Linked DNA regions of Rattus norvegicus: region 1 is linked to region 2. Evidence: chromatin contacts called from public Hi-C data. All regions are on one chromosome and are shown on one strand. The core of a region is the stretch at or near the end of the contact, and the rest is flanking DNA. Distances in the headings are between cores, read along the strand shown.

Region 1 (4,896 bases), core at 357-2,856, 140 kb after region 2:
AGGGAGAGGATTTTTTTTTATAGACTTTCCTTCTGTTGTCAGAAGGTCCATCTCCCTATAAATAGCCTCATGGACCTGAGTGGTAGCAAAGGCGCACTGGCTATCTGTGTCTCTTGTCTTTTCTCTGTTAGAGCTACCAGTTCAGCTTTCTGGGCTGACATTCTTGCTGGGAGTGGCTCTGCCAGTATGATCTCAGTGTTTGAGATTACCACTGCCCCCACAAACCTCTGTCCATCCTGAATGAAGCTATCTGAAGATTTGGTCTGTTCCCATGGATGTGAGCCAAAAATGTCCAAGCAGTCATGCAGTGGCCCGACTGAGCAGATAGCAGAATAGCTGGGCTTAGGGCAATTGGGGCCTATACGGTTGGGGGGTGTATTAAGAGGAGAAGTTGGTAATGAGGCATTGGTGATGGTCAGGCTTTGGCCCAGTGACAGTGTGTCAGCATCCTTAACCAGGAGGCTGTTGCTACAATGATGTGTAAACAGTGGGGCCAACTTCTGGCAACTAGGTCTGGTCTAATGTCTTTGACAGGTAGGCCACTGGCTAGTGCCAGGGTCTAGAGTCCGAGTCAGTATCCCTTGTTATCTCAGATCTCTCGTCCATGAAGATATGGAAAGGCTTAGTCACTTTTGGCAACCCCAAAGCTTGTGTAGAAAGTAATTTTTATTTCTTGATTCAGAAAGCTACCTCAGACCTTTTCTTAACATGTATCTCCTGGATATAGGGAGTTCGCCTGTAGTTGGCAGAGTAGGGCTTTTTTAATGGAGGCTTGATAGTCCAAAGGTCCTGGGTCTCTTTTAGACAGTTTTGTTTGGTTTCTGCTGTCACCAGGAGGTCATTTATAAACTGTTGAAGAAATTTTATCTGTTAGGTTTTATCAAGACAATGTTAAGCTCTGTTATCAACAAGCAAAGATGCAAGGGCTTAGGTTTTAGCAAGACAATATTAAACTCTGTTATCAACAAGGAAGATGCAAGGGCAGGATGACAGACTCAGGCTCGCAAAGCCAATCTTACCTATATTTTAATATTTGGGCAGAGGGCGTGGAGGGGCAGAGTCTGGATAAATTTAGTCTGAAGCCCTCCTGGTTGCCTGCCATCTTAATATAGTATGTTGTCTTGTTTATTTTTAGCTCTGGGTAGGTGACTGCCCAGGTAGTGGTTGCTTCTCAGTGGGCTGAGAGGCAGGATGGTGTCAATGGAGACCCTGACTTTACAACTTTAGTGAGGATACTACATTTGTTCAGACAGGGATTGAGCACTTCTCCCAGTAGGAAGGGTAGCCATTTACTGAACAAAATGAGTGACCAGGAGTCCATTCTATTATGCTCCTGTAAAGGAAACATCTGCTCACTCCGAGCTTCTCCTGTCCAGTCTGTCCGCGCTTGAAGCCCTGCTATCTGGGAACTCAGCTCCCCACTCACAGAGATCTCCGTTAGGGCCATAAGAGGTTCCAATCTTAGACCATCCTAGGGGCTGTAGACCCTCGTGTGCGCCGCTCGGAAGCAGGGGGAGCGGGGAACGCGCCTGTGTGAGCCGAGACTAACGGTGGGGCCTGGTCGAGTTCCTCGTGCGGGGCCGCCCGAAGGGAGGGAGGCCCAGCGCTGAGGAGGGGATTTGGATCCCCGAGGGGCCCGGGCGCGCCACAGCCCCAAGTTGGCTGGCGCCGAGGGCCTCGCCTCTCTCCCTGCGCTCAGTAGAGCTTCGCCACTGGGGTCCCGGGTTTGCCCCGCTGACAGTCGGGGCTCGCCCGGGGCGCCGCGGTGACTTGTAGGCTCCCCCAGCCGAGTGACTAGGCCCCGCCCGCGTGAGTCCCCACCGCTGCCAGAGCTGGACTCAACTGCGGGACAACCGCATCTTGGCCCTGGACTCTCAGGCCTGGTGAAGTAGTGGTCCCTTTTTTCTGGGGGAAGAAAGGGTTAAATTAAGAGGGCGGATGGGTCTTAGAGTGTCAACAGAGGCAGTGCGCCAACGTTTCTTAAAGTGACACACACTGAACAGACAGCTAGCCAGCAGCTAATGTGAATAGGACTTCTTAGCTCTGTCCTTCACAGAAATTAACAGTAGGGCACTCTGTCCTCCAGGGTCTTTGGAATGTCTCCCAACCAGGTGGCTAGGATGTACTAGCTTGACCACCACAACCAGATTCCACATCCTCTTTTGTCATTTCTTGTCAGGAAATACAGAATTTTAGGCCTCTTCAGAACAGAATAACAGAATTATTCAGAACAGAATTATTGCAGTACCACACAAGCACACATGGACAGACACAGAGTCAGACATTACCTGTATTAAGACCCTCCAGGGCTGGGTCCTGGTGGCCTTGGAGTTCCAGGCCAATGCAACAAAATGTTGTGCCAGGAAGCGTTCATGAGTCCCAAATGACCACCAAGCAGCTGTTTTCTTTATTAAAAGCTTGGGCTTGGGCTCTCCTCCAACCCAACCCTGACAAAGCAGGACAGGAAAGGAAGGCAGAGCAGACTCGAACCCTCAGCAGGACAAGGTTTAATAGAGAATGGGAATGGAATTAAGTGAGGGGTATCCAGCCTGGCAAGTACCTAACTGAATGACTATGATAGGAGGGTGCTCTGAAGCAAGACTATGAACAATGGGTCTGAAACTACTTCTGAAACAATCAGACTAATCTTTGATTAACTGTTGCTAGGAAGTAGCTAGGGAGTAACTCTGGGGTATGGGCCAAGCAGAAGCTGTGGGTTCCTTCCTGGTACTTGGATGCAGCTTGGGTTCTGCTGCAGGTCAAGTTCTCAGGCTTTTTTTCTTTAAGATGGAGGCAGGACCCAAGATAGAGTAGGCATGGCCTCTCTCTAGAACCAAAAATGTTACCTCTATTGAAAAGTATCTTTTGGAGAGTTTCCTGGTCTGCTCACATCACAGGATGTTGTCCTTAAGAAAGATGGTGGTGAAGCTATAATTCGACCCTTATTAACCCAAAATCAAGATGGCAACCAGTCACACGCTATTTATGCAGCATGTATACTTTACTCCTCTTGGTTTAAGTAGACAATTTAAAATGAGCATCCTGGTCGTTCACCGTCACTATGACAAATCACCACTGCTGCTGCAACAGGAGGGAGGTGTGGGGGGGGGTTGGGGGAGGGCAGGGCTAGAGGGCACCTGGAGCCCTATAGTGAGTGCAGTGAAGGGATGAAACTCTGGTTCGACCCCCCAACTCAGCAGAGAAATGGATGAGGCTCCTGGATCCTTGCAAGGGATGGGTACTCAAGGAGTCTGAAGAAATGCTTCAGGTGGAGAAGGAGAGAGGAGAGAAGTGGTTCCCATGTGGTCAGGAAAAACCCCAGCCATGGAACTGGAGACTCAACTTCTTCTACATTGGGCACCATCTGATAGGTTATTTCTCCACCAGTGAAGTGAGCCAGTTCAAGCCAGATTATAATATATTATGAAAAGGCACCATTGACCCCATTTGTCTCCATTTAAGGACCAGGCCTGATTTAAAAAAGACCCTAAGGCACCAGCTTCAGGAACAGGCAGACCGTAAGACAGTAAGTCATAAGACACCAACTCTAGGAACAAGACAATGAAATCACCCACCTGAGAAACAGGCTGAGCCCACATACACATACCTTTATCTTATGTCTTTGTTGGTTTGTTTGTTTGTAGAGACAGAGTTTCATTGTGTAACTTTGGCTGATCTGGAACTTACTCTGTAGGTCAGGCTGGTCTTGAACTCATAGAGACCTACCTGTCTGCCTTTGCCTCCTAAGTGCCTGGATTAAACACATGCACCACCACTGCCCAGCTCACAAGATCCTGACAGTTCCCCCAAGGTAAAAGTACAATGTACTTGAGAGAAATGAATTCCAAGTGGATCTTATTTCTACTGACATTAAAGACATCTATTGTTCGAGATAGGATACTCTAGTTGAGGTGGATGAGTTTCCAGGTGCACATAACCTACCAAATATAAACAAAAATATAAACAAGACTAATAAGAGAAATATGACTGAATCAATTATAAAACCCCATCTTCAAAACAATGCCCAGGACCAGACTGACAGGATTCTATCAGGACTTGGAAGAACAGCAAATAGACTTAACATTTAATACTTCTTTACACATAAAAAAATCAAGACTTCTGACTCTATTACCTGATACTAAGGCAGATAATGAGCCTGACGTCGTGGAGCATGCCTTTAATCCTAGCATTCCAGAGGCAGGGAAGGCTGATCTCAGTTCAAAGCCATCTTGGACCCCAAAACTGTTAAAAAACCAAAACAACAACAAAAAACCCAAAACACCACATACTGTTACAACCAAAAAGAAATTACACACTGATTTTTTTAAATTGATCTAGACATGTTATCACTGACTTTTAAACACAGGTTTATACAGAGAAACCCTGTCTACCATGAAAGAATGAAGGGATGAATGAATGAATGAGTAGGCCCCCCAATTTTTTTTTTTTTTTGGTTCTTTTTTTCGGAGCTGGGGACCGAACCCAGGGCCTTGCGCTTCCTAGGCAGGCGTTCTACCACTGAGCTAAATCCCCAACTCCCCCCCAAATTTTTATTAGCTATTACACACACACACACACACACACACACACACACACACACACACACACAGAGGATACATCTATATCACAGCATTGTGTGTTTCTTTGCCCACTTCAAATACTGCCCACTCTCACCTCCTACTTCTTCCCTATTGTGGTCCACAATTCCAACAGTCTTTCTACTATATTCTTTTTTTTTTCTTTTTTCTTTTTTTCGGAGCTGAGGACCGAACCCAGGGCCTTGCGCTTGCTAGGCAAGCACTCTACCACTGAGCTAAATCCCCAACCCCTACTATATTCTTATCTATTCACATTGCCTAGGATCCACTGAGATCAACCAGAGCCCTTTGTGAGACT
Region 2 (4,788 bases), core at 1,988-4,487:
ACTTGTAAATCCCAAAACCAAGGAGCCAATTCCAATGTATTGAATTAAGGTCTCTTTATTTAAGTTCAAACTTCGGATCCCCATCAACCCTGACACAGCAAGAAGGTGGAGCCCTGAGCCTAGCTTTAGGCAAGTATTTATAAAGGCAAGGAGGATGTATCTAGCTTGATATATGTCTGATGGGGAAGCAGGGGCATAATTGTCTAGTGTTGAGAGCCAAAACATAAACTTAACTTTTGTGGGTTTTTGACTGATGGTTCTTAAGAAACGAAGTGCCAGGGGCAGGCTTGTAACCTGGGGTTGTAGATATGTTGGGGAATAAACTGAAATCTGGTGTTAGATGCAAGTATTGTTGAAGCGTAACATGGAAACTGATGTTAGAAGAAGGTCTTGTTGGGGAGTAACCTGGAAACTGGTACCAGCCTGTTAGTTAACTTGAGTTTAACCTTAGGCCAGGTTTTCTAAGATGGGAGTCTACACCCAAAAATATCTGGTCTCTCAGAACATGATGGACAAGTGATAAGTGATAAGATGGAAAGACCTTGGAGGTTATGCCCAGGAGTGGATATATTAGTTGTATATTAGCATCCTCTATGACTAAACCTTCCAACTTAGAGGAAACCCCTTAACACAAGGGATATTAAAAGAGAGGTAAAGCCATTTAATGAGGGGACTTGAAACAGTACATCCTACAAAGAAGCTCCTGAAGCTCAGAAATAGATGACTTAATAGTTTCAGGAAGTCCAAGAAACCAGCAAGATTCACTAGTAACCTCCTGCCTCAAGCATATATGATTAGTAAGGACTGCTGATACTGTCAGACAAGATGAGCTTCTCAGAACATACTCTGAAGAGCCAAGAAGCAAACAACACAGGACAAGCTGACTGGAGAAGGTAGTCAGTGACTTGAAAGACACACTTCCCACCTTAGGCGAGCTGCCTGCAAGCTGTGCCATGATCCCCAGGTTTCCAGCTTCACTGGATAACACCTTCACAGGGTGATGCAGCTGTCAATCAGTTCTTTGTGCTTCTATCAGTAACCACTCACCCACACTCTTGTAAGTCACCCCAGTAAAACTCAGTGCTCCACTGGGATTTAGAGATGACTTAGTGGTTAAGAACTCACTGTCTGCTCTTTCAAAGACTCACTTGGAATTCCTAGTACCCTCATATGGGCACTCAATCTGTAACCTCGACTCCAGGACATTCAATGCTGTCTGAGGAACACACATAGTGCAGAGACATTCCTGCAGAGAAAGCATCCCTAAAGAAGAAACCAAATAGTAATCTTACTGGTTCACCAAGTTGGACTTTATTGATTCCCAACTTTGGTTTTCCTTGGTTCTTTATCTGAGATAAGTAGATAATCGTCATTGTTTCCACAGGAATAGTGTCACATATCAGTTTTCCTTCATTTATTCATTGATTTTAGAATATCTAGACTAATTGGAAAAGTTTATTCTCTAGTTCTCTATCCCAGAGCCATGTTTGGCCTCTGTAATGGATATTTCTGGTTGTCACCTTGATTACATCTGGAATGAACTACAATTCAGAAATGGAGGGCACACCTGTGATCCAGATCTCGAAGCTGGAAAACAGGTTTCTGACCTGGATCTTGACATGGAGATTTTGAGGCATAGTAGCCATGAAAATCTTAGGCCCAGGCAAGGTAGTACATGCCTTTCATTCCTGGAGAATGAGGCAGGCAGATCTCTGACTTCTAGTCCTGGGACAAAAGCAAGTCCCACATTTAGGCACGGTAGTACACACCTTTAATCTGGGCCACACCTTCTGCTGGAGGTCTACATAAGGACATTGGATTCACTCTTCTTTAACCACTCGCCAGCACATCTGTTGAAACCTACGTCCACAGAGGACCAGTTAAAACAACTAGCTTCATGGGACTGAGAAACTACTAAAATCTTGGACTTACCATTCACAGCTGCCCATTGTTGGGTTAGTTGGATTACAGACTGTAAGTTATTACAAGAAATTCCTTTAATATATATAGAGACACTTCATAAGTTCTGTGACTCTAGAGAATCCTAAATAAGACAGAAGTTGGTATGAAGGGCCAGATGGCAGAATCGAATTTCCAGAGACAAGGTGATCATAGTTATTATAATGGGCTGTGTAGACAAAACAACATTCATAATGACCTACCCCATAACCCATAACGATCACAACTCTGCATTTTGATTACTGTAGTTTCTTGTAGTGGTCTCTGTAGTAGAGAGGTTTCTTGATAAGGTGTGAAGACTAAGCTTATCTGTGGGCAGAAGAGAAAATGTTTAGATTATTCTTAGGGATTGTGCTGGTTTAGTAAAGTGTTTTCTCTCAAAGCACTTTTATCTTGAGTCACAGAAGACAAACTCCTCTCTGAGTTAGGAAAACGGCAAGGCCACCATCTAGTGGTGAAAGCCACGCAGCTCTGACTTCTTGAGACACCTATTTCTTTTCAAAATCCAAGTTCTTTAAATGTCTCTCACCAAGTCAGATGTTCAGGATTTGGTTTTGAATTGTCATTTTTGTGTGTTGGGGATGGGACTCTGGCTTTCTGAATTTAGCCTGTTATTGTTTGCAATAAGTATGTAGTTCACAGGCTGGTAGTCAAGCCGAGGTGTTAGGCTGTCTATCTTTTATCTGAAGGGTTCAGAACTCAGTGTGGGGGTGAGATATCGGGGTGTAACGTCCTACCAGATCCAGTTCTGGTCTAGGCTGACAGCAAACTTAACAGGGAGTCTGTGCAGAGCGGTCCAGAGAAGGTTGACAGCTGAAGCCTTGTGGAAGGCAGGCTGAGACTGAGAGGGAGGGACCGGTCTCCGGGGGGGTGGGGCCACTCGCCGGAAACAGCGGATGGGGACAGTAGATGGGTGTGGAGGAAGTGTGTTGAGTGGAGCGAGGTTAGAGGAGTGACGTGATAGCTGGGACTGTTCATTAGTGAGCCTAGGTAAGTTGACTGAGGAGCCAAAACCAAAAGTGGCAAGGACCTCTTCCTGGAGGAATTCACTGGCTTGCACCGTGGGGAATTGCGTAATGCAGACTTGGGGTCAGAGGACACAACAGGGATTTCGAGGGGAAGCGAAAACTACTGAGAGCTTCAGGTGCCTCGCGGGGCATCCTGGGAGAGTCAGGCGTGGGCAGCCCAACGGATGGAACCGGATGGAACCGTAGCCCAGTGGGGGAGGACAGTAACCTCCCAGGTTAGAGGAGCTGAAGGGCTGGGAGGGAAACAAGCAGGAACTGGACAAGGGTGAGGTGTTTCCTCTGCTACTCACAAAGATGACAGCTCTCAAATTCTGCAGTACATGTCTTACCCTTGTCCATAAATTTAGAATATAGTAGGTGGATTAATACTGATTTTTTTTCATTGATTCTCTTGTCAAAATTTTCTTATAAAAGTACTCTAGTAGAGTATTTGAATTTATCTGTTGATATTTGCAAACGTGTTTGGTTTGGTTTTGTTGTTGTTTTGTTGTTATTTTGCTATAACAGAAAGGACAACGCTCCTGAAATTTACATTAGTCCACGCTAACTTCTTTGTTATACCTGGGACTTGGCACCCATGTGAGGTTTTAGACATCAGTAATGAATGGAACTGTAAGGGTTTTTTGAGAGCAAGGGAATCTTTGCAGTCAGGAGCAAAAGGAAATCAACAAAGTCACACCACACAACAAACCTCATTGAAGAGATGGATTGGGGATAAACATAGAATGGTGGCTACTCTGAAAGGGAAGAGAGATGGTACGCTAGGCGGAGGGGTAGGTGTTTATAGTGTCTTTGGAGCATGTGCATTGAAGTACTGGAAATGAACAGTGGGTCCTGAAGTATTGCTTGGTCATTAAACATTGTAGTTAATTCTCTAAGGGCCATAACTGCCATTTCCAGCCCCTTGGGTGAAAGTGGCCAAGCCACTGCCCTAGAGGAAAAAAAATGCCCAAGATCAAGCTACAAAATCTCTCCAATTCCACACACCCCCAAGGAACCCTATGTAAATTAGCCTCCTGCCCAGTTCTTTGCTGATTCTCTCTAGAGCAGAGGCAGTCACTCTGATGTGGTTTTTGCTTTCAAGAAATCTCAGTCAATCTCTCTCTCTCTTCATTTACAAAGCTATGTTTATTTGGAGTCACAAGCACTGACTGAGTCACTGTGACTCAAGTCAAGAAATCTCTTGTGTGAGTTTTGTTTTTGCAGTGTGACTGAGATATCCTTGGGTCCAGACTGCCAGGATACATTTGTTTTCATAGGTGTAGTAATATTTGCATCTAGGAAACCTTCCCCCTCAGAGCTGCAAAGCTTCCATTAGGTAAGCCTTTCCCCTCAGAGCTGTAACACTTGCACCAGTCTTAGAGTTCTAGGGCAGGACAGGGGCAAGGTAATTTTCCACTGGCATGTTAACCTATACGAGTGCTTGAATATTGAATTGAATCTGAAAGTATGTTTTTGTGAGTTACAGATACACTTGTAAACGTTAACATCTGAAAGTAAACTTTTTAATCCACCCTTAATTTTCCAACTGAGACAAATGCACGCTGAGATGTAAATAGAGCATTCTGATATAAATAAGCCAGGGTTGGTGGCACACACTTTTAATCCCAACACTTGGGAGTTGAAGGCCAAATTGCTCTGTGTGATGGTTCAGGAGAGCCAGAACTACATGGTGAGGCTCTGTTTAAAAACAAAAACAAAACCCAATAGATAAGAAAGTACAAAAAAATTAAATAAAATAACAGGAACAGATACGTGTCTCCAAAGTCTTAATATTGCACCTTAGAGCCTGGAAAAGTCC

Evidence for each region. A called contact is a pair of places that touch in the nucleus more often than the background predicts.
Region 1: a contact with region 2 is called in a Hi-C map of hepatocytes, with 2.0 times the contacts expected there. The contact joins the promoter of Zfp52 here to the promoter of Zfp54 in region 2. A contact is called at or near these places in 2 of 12 Hi-C or Micro-C datasets (hepatocytes and kidney).

The regions. Positions count from the first base shown.
Region 1 is chr1:70,006,579-70,011,474 of GRCr8, forward strand. It overlaps Zfp52 (zinc finger protein 52), which reads left to right and starts at 1,607. Exons shown (of 6, transcript NM_001014158.1): 1 at 1,607-1,883; 2 at 4,861-4,896. LOC134482874 (a long non-coding RNA gene) reads right to left here and starts at 1,561. Exons shown (of 2, transcript XR_010059540.1): 1 at 1,427-1,561; 2 at 649-849.
Region 2 is chr1:69,861,391-69,866,178 of GRCr8, forward strand. Zfp54 (zinc finger protein 54) reads left to right here and starts at 3,238. Exons shown (of 4, transcript NM_001107467.2): 1 at 3,238-3,340. It overlaps LOC108349017 (a long non-coding RNA gene), which reads right to left and starts at 3,108. Exons shown (of 4, transcript XR_010059528.1): 1 at 2,990-3,108; 2 at 2,163-2,268.